Regions from separate parts of the Sus scrofa genome. Here region 2 is linked to region 1. A link is a contact called in public HiChIP or PLAC-seq data. All regions are on one chromosome and are shown on one strand. The core of a region is the stretch at or near the end of the contact, and the rest is flanking DNA. Distances in the headings are between cores, read along the strand shown. Region 1 has its middle 4.5 kb from the start of SPAG6. Region 2 overlaps DNAJC1 (dnaJ homolog subfamily C member 1).

What was found. HiChIP or PLAC-seq counts read pairs in DNA pulled down with a chosen protein or histone mark.
Region 2: a contact with region 1 is called in an H3K27ac HiChIP or PLAC-seq map of skeletal muscle, with 7 times the contacts expected there. The contact joins two enhancer-like sites. A contact is called at or near these places in 1 of 5 promoter capture datasets (fetal liver) and 2 of 2 datasets of contacts at active chromatin or transcription factors (alveolar macrophages and skeletal muscle).

Annotation. Positions count from the first base shown.
Region 1 is chr10:52,575,158-52,577,857 of Sscrofa11.1, reverse strand. No RefSeq gene overlaps it. Among named protein-coding and RNA genes, the nearest start is that of SPAG6, 4.5 kb to the right of the region's middle. Within about 2 kb of position 1,302, at least 56 of the 83 cell types and tissues checked have an H3K27ac peak or open chromatin away from gene starts, as enhancers often do. A contact at or near this core is called in skeletal muscle, where this site is marked.
Region 2 is chr10:52,873,114-52,875,813 of Sscrofa11.1, reverse strand. All of the region lies in intron 1 of DNAJC1 (dnaJ homolog subfamily C member 1), which reads right to left. Among named protein-coding and RNA genes, the nearest start is that of DNAJC1, 12 kb to the right of the region's middle. Within about 2 kb of position 1,328, at least 4 of the 83 cell types and tissues checked have an H3K27ac peak or open chromatin away from gene starts, as enhancers often do. A contact at or near this core is called in skeletal muscle, where this site is marked.

The sequences.
Region 1 (2,700 bases), core at 53-2,552:
ACCTTTACTCTTGAGTTACAATTAAAATAAGCAATTATGTATAATTTCACCAGGGGGGGAAAAAGACACTCCTAGAATAAAAAGCATTTCTTTACAATTCATTTCCTGTCTTACTGATGGGAAAGACATTAGCATTTTCTTCATATAGGTAGTTATTAACCTTTATTCACTTTAAAAAATAAAGATGAGGCAACTTTGGAGTAGGAGAGAAAGTAGTTCAGCATTAGCACTATTCAGATATTTACTCTGAAATCTCCAAAAATAGGATGACAAGAGTTGTGTTGTATAGCTTACTTGGATTAAGGAGGATGCAAATATCTCCACTTAAAGGATGGAGAGTTGTGCCACTGCGTCTTCCTAATCTAACCTACGTTTTAGCGGAGCTCCCTCTAAAACTCTGAGGGGAAACCGACGGACAGGGTGGATAGACTATCTGTGCTATCTTTGTGAAAGCAAAAACCTTGAATACTTTCTCTCTGTATTTTTGAAGTATTTCTTAGGAGTCAGCATACGGTCAATTATTTTTCAGAGCAATCAATGAGCAAGAAGTTTTGGCTTAGGACTTGATGTAGCGAAATGACGTCAAAAATAAAAAAAAATCGAGGCTCGCACATGCGCAGTGAGATGCAGTTTTTTTGGATTTTTTTTTTTTTTTTTTTTTTTTTTTTAAAGTAAAAGCTTTGGGCTCCTCACACCCCCTCGGGGATCCAGCCTGAGCCTCGGGGTCTAGGTAGCTGGCTGATGTAAGATAGTGTAGGATTCCCACACCCCGCTCCCAGCCAAGAAAGTCTGACTGCGCCGCCTCCCGCGGCCCCCCGCCACCAACTGGGCTTTTAAGTCCCGGGGGGAGGAGACAGCCCAGGGGAAGCTGGGCCGACCCGAGCGGCAGCCGCGAGCTTTTCTGGCTGCTCAGCACTGCGGGGCCTTTGCTCCCGGGGTTCCGGTCTCCGCCCGCTCTGGGCTTGCCCCTGCCAGTTGGCCGCACCATTCCCAGGTCCACGAGTCCGCTGCGCCGCGGGGAGGCTTGGGCCGGGACTTCTCGGCGAGAGCCCGCGCAGCCGTGCGGTGCTTGCCGGAGGCCTGGCCGAGGGAAGCAAACCGAAAGGACAGAGGCCTTCTTCATCTTGCAGCCCACCCCCAGCAGACGCTGGCTGCGGGATGCACGACCCCTCCCCTACTGATCCCCAGGCCTGTGTCCGGCGGGGCTGAGAGCAAGCGGGAGAGTAGGACCTCCCCCCTCGCCAGCGCCCGCCGGCCAGCGCACCCCCCCGCCCCAACTCCCCGCCAGGCCCCGCGGGAGGGAGGCCGCCGGCTCCGAGCCTGCGCCGCGCTTCCGCACTCGCGCCCTCGGGCCGCGCGCCCCCGCCTCTGCCTCTGGTCCGCGCTCCCAAACCTGCTATCTCCGCGCCCCCTTTTCGGCCCACCTTTACGACCCCCTGCGGGGGTCTTGCGGGTTTCTAATGGGTAAGATGGCCTGACCCCAGCCCCAGCTGATTCCCGCCCTCCCTCGGCGTTTAGAACTGCGCGGAGACCGCGGAGGTGCCCGTTGGGGTTTGAGAAACTTTGGCCTAAAGAGCCGAGGACACCGCTGGAGCATCACGTTCTTCCCTTCTCCCGGGGCCCCAACACCCCCTCCACGCTGAACGCAGCTGTCTGCCAGCGCCAGCGCCGTCGAGCCGTAGACCCCGCTCCCATTCTGCGCGTCGGCCCAGAACCTTCCGTTTGGGGCTCGCGGAGCCGCGGCGCAACCCTGGCGGGACCCGCACCTGAAGGATGCGTGGGGCCTGTCCTCTCGGGTCTCAGCCCGGATGCGGGATTGGTGTGCTTCGGTGTTTTTTTGTTGTTTTCCCCTATGTGACACCTTCCATCTTTTGTCTCTTGTGCCCTGTACTAATAAAAAGATGGGAAAGGGATAGTACCGACTTTGGCTGAGACAAATCCAACAAGGTCAAGATTTTAAAGAGGTGGGCGACTTGGAGGTGTTCAGAGGGAGTAGTTGACAGACTTCTATAGCAGGGCGCCTAGAGAGTATCTGATAGTGCGGGGTTTGAGTACAAATTTAAAGGAAAACTCATGTAAGTCCTTAAAAAGAAAGTATTCCCATAACATTCGCACACACAACACGCACACCAAGCAGCAATAATTTGATTTTTATGCATGTCCCACTGCCCTAGAAAGCGTTATGCTGCATTTCAGAATTCTACATTAGAAGCATCAATTTTTATATCAATCATTTTGTGCTATATGGTGCCTTTGGAGGTGAAATCATTTGTGTGCGGGATCCCCTAATCAGATTCACTTTGGTAGTGGAAAAGATAAGTTCAGTCTCTGCATCCACTGAATTACTGGAAAAGGAAGCAATGTACAGGCATATTTTTAGAACTTTGGGGCTAGCAAAATCACTGTCATTTTAACATTTTATTGGCCTTAACACAAAGTAAATAAAAACTTTAAATATAAGGAGTTGACTTTAAAAGGCTTGAAAAGCAAAGAATTGGTAACAGGGCACAAACACAACACCAGTATAGAAATGTTAACCTTCACCTCCTAGATGGAAGTGTCCAAGTCTCTTTTGCTCTGCTGACAAACTTGATGGCACAATTGGTTGGTCTGCTGAAACCTAAATGTAAAATCCTGAGGCTTTTTCCCCAAAGAGGGGCAGAGCAACATTTAAGATGTCATATGTATGCTTTCATCATT
Region 2 (2,700 bases), core at 79-2,578, 300 kb before region 1:
CTCTCCTTTGGACATCACCAATGACAGGGCCAAATATATGTTACTCTGAGGTAATGGATCTACTTATTATTCAAAACCTGAGGGATCTGATTATTTTAGGAAAGTCACTTGCCTGTTTTAGCACCCAGACTTGGATCAAGTCTGAGAATAGTGGACAGATAGGAACAGGGACTGAATGATTTACTCTTCCCTTTGATGTCTAAGTAAGAGCCTCTTATACTGCTGTGAATAAGAGGCCTGACTATACTTCTGGATGATAAATAGTAAAAGGTTCTTAGATAGTAGAAAAATGGTATTAAAAATAATAGTATAAAAGAAGTACAGCTTTTAAAAATATTCTGAAGTCAAAAGCACTGCAAGCACTTGAGGGACTTCCTCTCAAACCCTACTCCAAATGTATACCAGTGATAAAAATTAAAGAGAGAAAATTATAAACATCATGATCAAAACCAGTTAAGTATCTCCGTAGACAAAAACAAATGGAAGCACGTAGCAACAAACAGAGCTCAAGCTAGAGCCCAGACTCCACACCTATAAGTAGGCAGAAGAAATTCGGAGTTTGACTCCCACAGAGTAATGAGGACTAAAAGTACTTTACAAAAGGCCTGGGATCAGAGCCAGGCTTGATGCTGGAAACCAAGGGCTGAAGTGGGACTCTACCACCTGTGGAAAAAAAAATGTAAAAAGTGAGAAGGCCATTGCCCGAGGCTACAGGTTATAAAATACCAAGTATCTGAAATGTTAAGAGGCCATAGTTTTACCCCAACAGCTGAAACCAGGCCAAGCAACCTGCAGGCTTGGTATCTGGATCTGCAATGGCCTCAATATAACCTCAGGAGGGAGCCCTAAGCTGCCTATATAAGACCTACTCCTAGTCTAGGTGTCTCAGGGAAAGGAGTAAAAGCCACTGTAAAGCCCCTAGGGAGGGGTGAATAAAAAGGACAGAGAAACACCCAATCAAGATGAATCTGAAAACCAAAATTCTACCTAAAGAAACATAACATTTTAATTATGAAAGAGAAATTACCTTCACTTTAACTACCTATGTGCAATTCTTCATAAAAATCTTGAAATCTAAAACATGGCTTGAATCAGACACACAACCTGGCACAGCTAAACACACAGGTTTTGCTTAAGAGTCTATAATAACTTCTGTGTACAGTATTAATTAATCCTATGGCCATATTATCAAAGTTGGCATACCCCAAAACATCTTATTTTTTCAAAGTTCAAAAATTTCCTGTTGCTGACTTTGCTGAGCCCAGGGAATTATTTATAGTAACCTCAAATCATGCTTGGTGTAGTTCCAAGACAACTGTTAACTAGGGTGGCTTGGGTCTTTTCTAGGAGAACTGAACACATATCTAAAGACCATAAAAGCAAGTAGGCTTTTCAGCTTGCCGTATTTAAAACAAACAAACAAAAAACACCTTTATTGAGGTATAAATGCTTTACAAAGAACTGTGGGTTGTTGTTGTTTTTAATAACTACTGTTGTGGAGAGAATCAATAATTATTTCCCATGTGCATTTTAAGGCATTTCAGAAAAATAACTCAGAGAGAATATATATTCAGGAATACTACAGAAGAAGACTACAAATAAAGTTGGAAATAGGTATAAGAATGATTTTTGGCTCTACATAAGAAAAAGATTACTTTTACCAAAATTTAACAGGTTGTTTTCATAATCCCCTCCTTGTTAGGCATGAATAAAACAGACTGGAGGACCATCTTCTGGGATGGCTACAGAAGAGGTTCCCACATGAGGAAATAGGTTAGATATTAGTGAGGTTGCTTCCAACTTTGAGATTCTATATAAGTTCTTTAAAGTTTTAATTTTTTTCCTCTCAGTATAGTTTTTAACCAGACAATTTAAAACAGTAATAGTTAGGTACAAGAACCACCAATATGAAGATCTACTCCTTTTCCTTATCTGCTTATGAAATTACAAAAGGCAAAGGCAAAAATATCAGCAATTAATTAATCAAACCAAAGAAAAGCAGTACTTTCAGGAGTCAAATGGAGGTAGCAGAGGTGGCAAGTGAAAAAGGGTGACTAGAATTCCTGATTGATATTACAAAGGGCCAAAAGACTGGCATGCAAGTAGAACTACACCTGGAAGTCTCTTTTTTAAATTATATAATAAGAGATATAAAATAAATGACAGTAGAGAATTCAGTGAATATTTCCTAGCTAGTAATAGATTTTATGAACAAGTTTCAGAACAAATAGGGAGAACAGGTAGCCTCAAAGTTAAAATCACAAAGTAGGAACTCTGGTGATATCTTGGTCAAATCATCATTGAAGACCTAACATATTAAGTTAGAATTATAAAATATAACATGCAAGTCAGCAAAAGTAAATGGCAATTTGGATTAAGGTGATTACCTGAAAACACCCTCGGCAGAGAGGCCTCTCTCCTGGTTGTTCAGAACCATTGTCTTGATAAGAGCAGCATGGACTACACTAACAGATGTTACAAGCCAAAGAAAAGAATGGACAAAATGCACAGAAGACTAACTAGGCAGATGATCTCTAGCACAGTTGTAACAATCTAAATAACAAAGCAAAACCACAAAACCACAATGAGTTAAAACACAAAAATAAAACCTACAAACTGCACCCCTGACAAAGTGGAAAAAGTAATCAGTGATTTTATCCCAAAATGTTTAGATATATCTCTACAACAGAGATATGTTCA